3 separate regions of the Mus musculus genome follow, and regions 2 and 3 are each linked to region 1. Evidence: chromatin contacts called from public ChIA-PET and Hi-C data. All regions are on one chromosome and are shown on one strand. Each heading gives the region's core, a stretch centred on a gene start, on an enhancer-like site or on the middle of the called end of the contact. The rest is flanking DNA. Distances are from core to core; before and after follow the strand shown. Region 1 holds the start of En2 (engrailed 2). Region 2 has its middle 23 kb from the start of Gm35524. Region 3 has its middle 28 kb from the start of Cnpy1.

What was found. Hi-C and Micro-C count contacts between places; a contact is called where the count stands out from the background. ChIA-PET counts read pairs in DNA pulled down with a chosen protein or histone mark.
Region 2: an RNA polymerase II ChIA-PET map of memory CD8 T cells shows a contact between it and region 1, with 104 read pairs. The contact joins the enhancer-like site here to the promoter of En2 in region 1. A contact is called at or near these places in 3 of 484 Hi-C or Micro-C datasets (cerebellar granule neurons, cerebellum and pre-pro-B cells), 4 of 115 datasets of contacts at active chromatin or transcription factors (CD8 T cells, bone marrow-derived macrophages, embryonic stem cells and 1 more) and 3 of 9 other capture datasets (adipose tissue, embryonic stem cells and pancreatic islet).
Region 3: a Hi-C map of cerebellum shows a contact between it and region 1, with 2.6 times the contacts expected there. The contact joins the enhancer-like site here to the promoter of En2 in region 1. A contact is called at or near these places in 7 of 39 promoter capture datasets (the 3T3-L1 cell line, 3T3-L1-derived adipocytes, cranial neural crest and 3 more), 7 of 484 Hi-C or Micro-C datasets (brain, cerebellar granule neurons, cerebellum and 3 more), 6 of 115 datasets of contacts at active chromatin or transcription factors (CD8 T cells, embryonic hindbrain, embryonic midbrain and 1 more) and 4 of 9 other capture datasets (adipose tissue, embryonic stem cells, liver and 1 more).

The regions. Positions count from the first base shown.
Region 1 is chr5:28,164,231-28,167,091 of GRCm38.p6, forward strand. It overlaps En2 (engrailed 2), which reads left to right and starts at 1,466. Exons shown (of 2, transcript NM_010134.4): 1 at 1,466-2,861. The coding sequence starts at 2,297.
Region 2 is chr5:28,268,372-28,271,232 of GRCm38.p6, forward strand. No RefSeq gene overlaps it. Among named protein-coding and RNA genes, the nearest start is that of Gm35524, 23 kb to the right of the region's middle. Within about 2 kb of position 1,455, at least 98 of the 459 cell types and tissues checked have an H3K27ac peak or open chromatin away from gene starts, as enhancers often do. A contact at or near this core is called in CD8 T cells, adipose tissue, bone marrow-derived macrophages and 2 more, where this site is marked.
Region 3 is chr5:28,237,043-28,239,903 of GRCm38.p6, forward strand. It overlaps a transcript of Cnpy1 not described here. Among named protein-coding and RNA genes, the nearest start is that of Cnpy1, 28 kb to the left of the region's middle. Within about 2 kb of position 1,364, at least 19 of the 459 cell types and tissues checked have an H3K27ac peak or open chromatin away from gene starts, as enhancers often do. A contact at or near this core is called in cerebellar granule neurons and cerebellum, where this site is marked.

The sequences.
Region 1 (2,861 bases), core at 216-2,715:
ACACCCAGAAAGCCCTCTGATGTGATCCTAGGCTGTCTGAGGACTTTTATTATTATGCAGCCCTCCTGTGCCCGCCCCCCAGCTGCCCTTCTGGATGTTTCTCAAAGTTAATACATTTCCATATTTTTTTTCACAGACGTGGGAGCCTGTAGTAACCAGAATTTTGGTAGGGGAGAGAAAAGCAAACTGAAAAGATCTTGGGAGATGTTGGGGAAAGAGAGTAGAAAAGAGCCATTCTGTCAGCAACTGGAGGGAAGTTTAGAGAAGGAATAAAGACAGAGCAAGGGAAAACAAATTGGAGCTCCCCCTCCTATCACAGCATCCCTATTCTTTCAAATTAGCCTTGCTTTCTTCCAAAATCAGCTTAAATGTTTTGATACAAAGATAAGGAGATCAGTGGCCTGGTGGCTCAACATAGGAAATGGGGAGTACTGATGACTGGCTCTCTGTCTCAGTCTCTGTCTCTGACTGGCTCTCTGTCTCTCTCTGTCTCTCTCTGTCTCTCTCTGTCTCTGTCTCTCTCTCTCTCTGTCTCTGTCTCTGTCTCTCTGTCTCTCTGTCTCTCTCTCTCTCTCTCTCTCTCTCTCTCTCTCTCTCTCTCTCTCTCTGTGTGTGTGTGTGTGTGTGTGTGTGTGTACAGCTGTATTCAGGATCACTTGTGGGGTGGATGGGTTAAAGGTTTGGCTAAGCAGTCATCACTCATTTCTAAATTAGAAGATCATGTTATAACCCTTCTTAAATAATCCTTTTATTTCTCCTTTCTTAAATGGTGCACTAAAGTGTATTCTCGCATAGATAAAGATCTACGTTGAGGTTCCCGAGGAGCCACTGTCCACGGGTGGAATCTTTCCGTATGCATGCGTCTCCTGCACAGGCACAAACATGCATGCTGAGAGTAGGATTCTGCAGGTACCTGTGCTCTTGCCTGCCGATTAGGACTGCACGCTGCTGGGGAACCAAAGTGACAATTTTCCCCTCCACCAGCAAAGAAAGCGGGTCACAAACGTCCCTTTGTATCTCGGTACCTCATTTAATTTTATTTATGCATTTTGTGCAAGGAATTGTGGGATCTCACCACACCGTAAACAATATGGGAATGTTAAAAAATAACGATCTTTCGGCGCGTGTCCAGTTAGGCGTAGCAGTGACCTGGTGGGACTGTTCACAAGCTTCCTCAGCGTCTCTAACCGAGAGAAGATGAGGAGTGCGAGTGAGCACCGCTGACTCGCCGATGGATCTGGCTGGATTATAGGCTCCCGCGCCGGGAGCCCTGGGCACGGCCACTTTAAAGGGGGGAGGGGAGGTGGCGGCGGGGGAGGGGCGGCAGGCGGTTCCTGTCACCAAGCTGCCGCGGGCGCGTCACGTGGATGAGCGGCGCGGCTGCCATTGGCCCGAGGCACGTGTCCAGGAGACCGGCCCGCGACGTCACTTGAGGGGGCTCTGTTAAAAATAAGAACAAAAATCCAGAGTGAAAGTGTCTCAGGTTGCGCTAAGTGGCCTGAAATTTTCCCGAGCCCGCGCGAAAGCCGAGGCAGCGAAGGCGCGCGGACCGGGAGGGAGGGAGCGCAGGAGGCCCTGCCCGGCCCGGCCTCCCGCCCCTCACTCATGCGGCTCGGGCCGCGGGGCTGCGCGGGGCTCAGCGGGGGCGCAGCCGCTCGCCCGTGGGGCGCCCCGGCCCGCAGCGGGGCGGCGGCCTGGCGCGGGGAGCCCCGGGGCGGGCGGAGCGCAGCGCGGGCCCACGGCCCTCCATGTGCGTGCTGGCGGCTGCGGGCGCGCTGAGAACCCGCGCCCAGCAGCCTCGAGGGTCGGCCGGGACCGGCGGGTGGCAACGGCCGAGCAGTGGCTGCCCGAGCGGGCCCGAGCGGCAGTGAGCGCGGGCGGCGCGCTGCCTGCATGCGCGCGGCAGCGGCGGAGGCGGCGGCGCCGGAGCCCGAGGCTGCTGACCACCAAAAGGAGCGCGGAGTTGCACGGACGTCCCGGGTCCCCGGAGTGGTGCGGTGACCATCTAGAGTCCGGTGCGTCGCCAAGACCGGGACCCGCTTCCGTTGAATCGCCCGGCGTCCCTGCCGGCGGGGAGACTGGTGATTTGCTAACGCACTCCGTGGATCCGAACGTGGCTTGGCTCCGAGCGCGCCCGGCGACCTGTAGGACTCCAGCCCTGGCCACTGTCGCCGCTCGCACGCTCGGAGGACTCGGCTGCGTAGGAGCGCTCGGGGCTCGCTGTGTGCCGCGGATCGGCCGGAGATCGCTTTGGCGGTGGGCCGGTGGAGAGGCGATTTGGGATTTTCTGTGAAGTATGGAGGAGAAGGATTCCAAGCCCAGCGAGACGGCGGCGGAGGCGCAGAGACAGCCGGAACCCAGCTCCGGCGGCGGCTCTGGCGGCGGCAGCAGCCCGAGCGACTCGGACACCGGCCGCCGGCGGGCTCTGATGCTGCCCGAGGTCCTACAGGCGCCAGGCAACCACCAGCATCCACATCGCATCACCAACTTCTTCATCGATAACATCCTGCGGCCTGAGTTTGGCCGCCGAAAGGACGCGGGGACTTGCTGTGCGGGCGCGGGCGGAGCCAGGGGAGGCGAAGGCGGCGCTGGCACTACCGAAGGAGGCGGCGGCGGCGCAGGCGGAGCCGAGCAGCTACTGGGCGCCAGGGAGTCCCGACCGAACCCAGCGTGCGCACCCAGCGCGGGAGGAACGCTCTCCGCCGCCGCTGGCGACCCTGCGGTCGACGGAGAAGGAGGTTCCAAGACGCTATCACTTCACGGTGGTGCCAAAAAACCCGGCGATCCTGGGGGTTCCTTGGATGGAGTGCTCAAAGCCCGGGGCTTGGGCGGCGGTGACCTGTCGGTGAGCTCCGACTCGG
Region 2 (2,861 bases), core at 205-2,704, 100 kb after region 1:
CTTTTTAATAATTTATTTATTTATTCGCTTTACATCCCCATTGCAACCCCCCCTCCTCCTGGTCTTCACCACACAGCCCTTCCCCCAACCCCATCCCTGGGTATCAGCCCACCCTGGCACTAGGAGTAGGTGATCCTCGCTCACTGGTTTTGTTTGTTTGTTTGTTTTGTTTTTGTTTTTGTTTTATAATTTTACTGTCGAATCTTAAGTCCGAAGACCTCTGATCTTGAAGGCAGGTCTACCCCACAGTATCTCTGGGCAGTGCGGGCCTTCTGCTCTGGTGGTGAAAGTTCTTTCTTTCGCTTTCAGAGGCACGGAGGACTCAGCACTGGGCATTTTGACTTAGGAGGCAGGAGCTGGGAAGTCTGTATTTGGCCCTGCTGCCAACATTCTTATTATCCTTCCAGCTTACTGAGGGCTTTTTTTCTTCTCCTGCATCCTCATCTCTCCCCTGGGCTTTTCTGCTGCACAAAACAGGAAAAAGGCAGAAAAAGCCCCCCTTCAGGTTGACCATCCAGTGGGCATAGGAAGTCAGACATTTTAAAGCCAGCAAAGGCTCAAGAGTCCCCTGTGCAAATATGCAGGATAAAGGGGTTCAGGGCAACTTGTAGTTCTCCAGCAGGTCTCAGTTGCATTTCAAGATCACGTCTCCTCTGTAGCTGAACACAGGGAGTCCTGAGACTGTCACCCACTACAATGGGGATTACAGTTGTCTTTTCCTATGTAGGGAACGTGACTTTGCAACCATGAACTCTCACTTATCTGATGTGAGCCTTCAGTTTGGGAGCTGACCCCTGAATACCTGTTGTTCTGCCTCTCTGTCCCACCCAACACCGTGTTAAGTTATTCCTGGTGCCATTCCTTGTCCAGCACCCATCAAGGGCAGATATGTCCAGTCTTTGGGGCTTTGGCTATAAAAGGACTGCTGCCATGTTTATGCAGCTTGGACAGTATGATGCAATGTTATGGGGATAAGGAAGGTCCTTCCGATGTTGGAAAGGTACTCTGGGGTGCATCACAAAGCTTTCCTCTCCCCTGTGTAACCCCAGGCCTTCCTTGGGCATCTGGATGTATCACTCAGACCAGGGACACCTTGGGATTTAAACAGCACTATCCCTTGCATATAAGCCAATAGTGACTGAACATCCACACTTCGGGGCAGGCAGTGCCCTGAGCTCTGAGATAAGCACTGGCCTATATGTCTATCATTCTTATCATCAAGTCCAGGCAAGTAAGTTGGAGCTGGTCTCAGATTCCTCCTTTATGCAGTGCCTTCCAAGGCTGCAGTGAGTGTGAGGTTGTAACGGGCAAGTGGCTCCAGGGTGAGTGCTCTGCTCCTCAGGCAGCTGCCTCCCCAGGCATGGGTGTTGCCTACTGGGCACATTAGGGTTTGAATGTAAACTGTCTCCCACAGGCTCGTGTGTTTGAAGTGGTTTCTGACGCTGTTTGCACAGCCTGTGTAGGTTTTAGAAAGTGAAGTGATCACTTTAGAAAGTGATCCTGGAGGAAGTGGCTCAATGAGGGCGTGCCTTGAGGCTTTTTGGCTTCGCCCTACTTCCTGTTTGCTCTTTCCTGGAGTGTAGATGTAATGTGGCCAGCCTCCTGCTCTTGCCACACTTTCCCTAATATGACATTCTCTAACCCTCTGGAACTGCGAGCCAAAATGAATCTCTTCTCCTCGGAGTTGCTTTTGTTAGGTTTGTTTATTGTGGTACGTAACTAAGACAGGAAGCTGGGGAATGCTTGCCATCTAGACTCAGGTCCCCAACTTGTAAAGTAGATTGTGGTGGTGAAGTGTCAACATATCAACGACTGGTGAACCATTCTTTTTTGTTTCTAGAAAACACCAGCCGCCTAACTTCTGACTGAAGAATAGCCTGACGTTGCCAATGCTGCAGGTGCCATTCTGTCACCTAGGCCAGATGTGGCAGCATGACACAGGAGAGTTCACTTCCACCCTAGGTATCCAGCTGAGTCAGACGTCTGAACTTTAGATGCCAGCCCTTGGGCCAGTGCAGGTCCTTGGTTTTCAGCCTCTGACTGAGAGTCACACTCTTGGACTCCCTGGATCTCCAACCCACACAGAGAGGCTGTGGGCTTTAGCTGTCGGTCACAGAGCAAATTCATTCTCTCTCTCTCTCTCTCTCTCTCTCTCTCTCATCTATCTCCCTCTCTCATCTATCTGTCTCTTTCTCTGTTTCTCTCTGTAAGACTCTCTCCTTTCTTTCTTCTTTAAAAAAAGTATTGCTCTCATATATTACAACCCAACTGCAGTTACCCAGCCCTCCCTTCCCCTGGTCTCTCTCTCCCACCTCTACTGATCCTCATGTCTACCCTCCCTCTGCTTCCCCTCAGAAAGGAGCAGGCCTCCCAGGGACATCAACCAAACTCAGCACGACACAGTATCAGTGGAGACCATAAGACCCAGCACATAGCATCACATCAAGACTGGACAAGGCAACCCGGTGGGAGGAAAGGGATCCCACAAGCAGGCAAAAGCATCAGAGACAGCCCCAACTCCCACTGTTGGGAGTCCCACAAGAAGACCAAGCCTCTCAGCCATAACACATATGCAGAGGGCTTAGGTAAGATCCATATACACCCCCTAATATCTGTGACCCCCACGAGTCCTGGGCAGTTGATTCTGTGAACCATGTTCTTATGGTATCCTCAACCCTTCTGCAGAGCTAGCTCTCTCAACAGCCCCCAGTATTTGCCTGTATCTTTACCTACACTTATATCCAAATCAAAGTTTATAAGCAAATCTACATTATGTGTCCATCTGTATCAGCATCTGTTTCTATTTCCGCATTACATTCATAGTCATATCTACCTCTATCATAGCCATGTTCATATCTATC
Region 3 (2,861 bases), core at 114-2,613, 73 kb after region 1:
GGGTCCCCTGTAAAAGCAGCACACACTCTTAGCCACTGAGCCATCTCTCTAGCCTCTTTCCTCTAGGTCCTAGCCTTTAAACCACTCTTGTAGAGGGGGCTTTCCCTCTCCTCAGATAGAACAGTTTGTGTGACATCTGCTGTCTCGCTCCATTGTTCAAACCTTGTCTTCTGAGACAGTGTTTCACTGACCCTGGAGCCCATGGGTTTGCCCAGACTAGCTGGCAGCAAGCCCGAGGGAGCCTCTCTGCCTTCTCAGCATAGATTACAGGCCCTGCTGCTTTAATGCGGTGCTGAGGACCTCTTGTGTATGGATAGCAAGCACTTTGCCCATCGAGCAGCTCTGGAGCCTCCAGGACTCTGTTTGATTTTATGATGCCTTCTGCTTCTCTCTCAGAAGTATTCTAGGTTTTTAGGGTTTTGTTTTGTTTTGTTTTTTAAATGTCTAGCTGAACAATTTGAATTATAAACCTCATAGTACTGTGGGATGCAGCCTGCAGCAGGGTGTCCCCCTGGCCAGGAGAACACTGTAAGGAAGGTCTAACTCAGGGAACCAACTCCTTTGAGCACATCTACCTCATTCCATCTTCAGAAAACAGACATTGCTCCTCTCTCCTTTGCTCCTCATTATCAGCTCCCCAATATTCACATGAGCACCACTCACATTCCTACTTACAAGAAGATGCTGTCTGTAAAGAATGTCCACGGCAGGTCTGAAGGCCAAGAATAAGTGGGACAGAGGCAGCCTTCTCAGGCACACAGTGTGACAGCTGACTCAGAAGCTCTGTCTCCAGGAGGCTTCCCTTGCCTGCTGCAGCCATCCTGCAAACTCAGGAAGTTCTACACAGGAAGCCCAGGGTGGAGGATGAGGGAGAAGGAAAGAGCCAGGTACCCAACAGGGCCTGACATTTTTAGTGGGCCAACAAATGAGGCTGTCTTAGGCTTGGAGTGTGCCATTCTCCAAAAAGGGGGAAGGTTTGGGCCATTTTCAGGACAGTGCGGAGTTATTGTATGTGCTCAAGAGAGGCCATGGGTGAAGTATGCAAAATCAGACAGGACAAAGCAAGGAACTGAGCATCTTTGAACAGAGAACAATATCTCGGGATCAGGGAGCTTTCTTTGAGAAGTTTGTAATTACCTGCTTCTGCTGGGGAAGCTCTTCCTCCCTTCAAATGGCCAAACGTTAGGATCTGGCTGCTCCGCACTGTCCCAATGCCCACGAGGAGGATTAAGACTCCCCACCCCCCTTTAATCCAAAGCCTCTCCCCACAGTGGTGAAGAAGGCACAAATGTTAAATTCCCTAAGTTTGGGGAGAGGGAGGAGCTTGTTAACCCTTTGAGGGGGTCTGGGAGGATGAGAAGCAGTGGGAGAAAGATCCGCCTGCTGGCTCTTCCTGGAACAGCACAAGCCCCACAGGACTGTGAGTCCTGCCCAATAAGCAGGAAATGTGACTTATCTTCCCTTCCCAGCTCTGGGATACCAAGAGCTTCCTAATCAATCAAGGTGTCATCATTGTAGCTAAAACAGAGCGCCACACCATCCACAGTTGTGCCTAGGCTGTCTCTGCTCTGAAAGGCAAATAAGAGCCTGTTTCTGGTAGCCACCCATTTATTCTCATGTGTACATGCACACATGCACATGTGCTCACACAGATTCACTTATACACATGTGCAGACATACAGATATGCATACACACACTTATACAGGTGCACACACACATGCACATACATATAATTGAGCATACACACCTAGGCACATATACATCCATATATGGACTTAGACAAGTCACTGCCTGGAACCCTTGCTCTCACTAACTCTGGTCCTCTTAATGGTCTGCCTGGTGACTTCAGACTTGCTAGCAAGAAGCTAATCAGGAAGGGAGCCTGGCTGCTGGGACCAGGGCTAAACCTGTTCCCAGCTCAGTGTACAATCCAGCTGCACTGGCCTTGAAAGAGCCCTGATGGCAGGGCCTAGGCACTTTGGAGGTCTCCTCTGTTGGATCGCAAGGGTTAGCATGGAGACTTGCAGGTGACAAGACTCTAGATCACGTGTGAATGTGCAAGGAGGTGCGCAGGGCTGTAGGCACAGTGCCAGCAAGCACTGGATACTCCTAAGCCACAGAGGACAGTGGATGAATGGAAGCTCCATCTCTTCAGGTTCTCTCGGGATGTGGACTTGTAGGTTCTTCTAGGGACGTGGGAGATGAGGAAGTCTGAGACAGCCCTAGTGATCAGGGTGCCAGGCTGACCTAAACAAAGGGATTAGAGGTAAGCTCCCTGTGTTGGTATCAGGCATCACGCAGACATAGGGTGTCCGTCCTGGTGCTGAAGAGTCAGATAGCTATGCCCATCAGGTCTTGCCCACCACCATGTTGAACATCTGGGCCATTTCAGTGGATTGAAAAGTGGATTGAAAGAGAATTTCCTGTGGCTGTTTCTGTTCCTGGTGTGACTGCACTGGAGAAGAGGGGACTGATCAGAGGAACATCTCTGTGAGGTGAGGAACTGGAGTCTGCTGCCCCCACAGCCAAGCCCCAAATAAAATCCCTATTATCTCTTGCATGGGGTGGACACTCAGGGTGGTGATAAAGAGGCTCTCCCAAGGGATAAATAACAGCACAAACTAGAAGGCAATTCTGCCATCTCCCCGCACTGCAGCCCCTTTCCTGCCAATTGATGTCCATCTTTGTTCCTGAAGATTAATGAGTGTGGAGGAGACATTTAGCTCCTATATCCCCAGACTTCATGTGGAACTCAAGTGCAGCCACTTAAACTGACCACCCATGTCTCTTCTTTCCCTGCTCTGTGAGCTCTGGATACTCTGACTCATCCTGGCATTGTCTACCACACTACTGTAGTGGT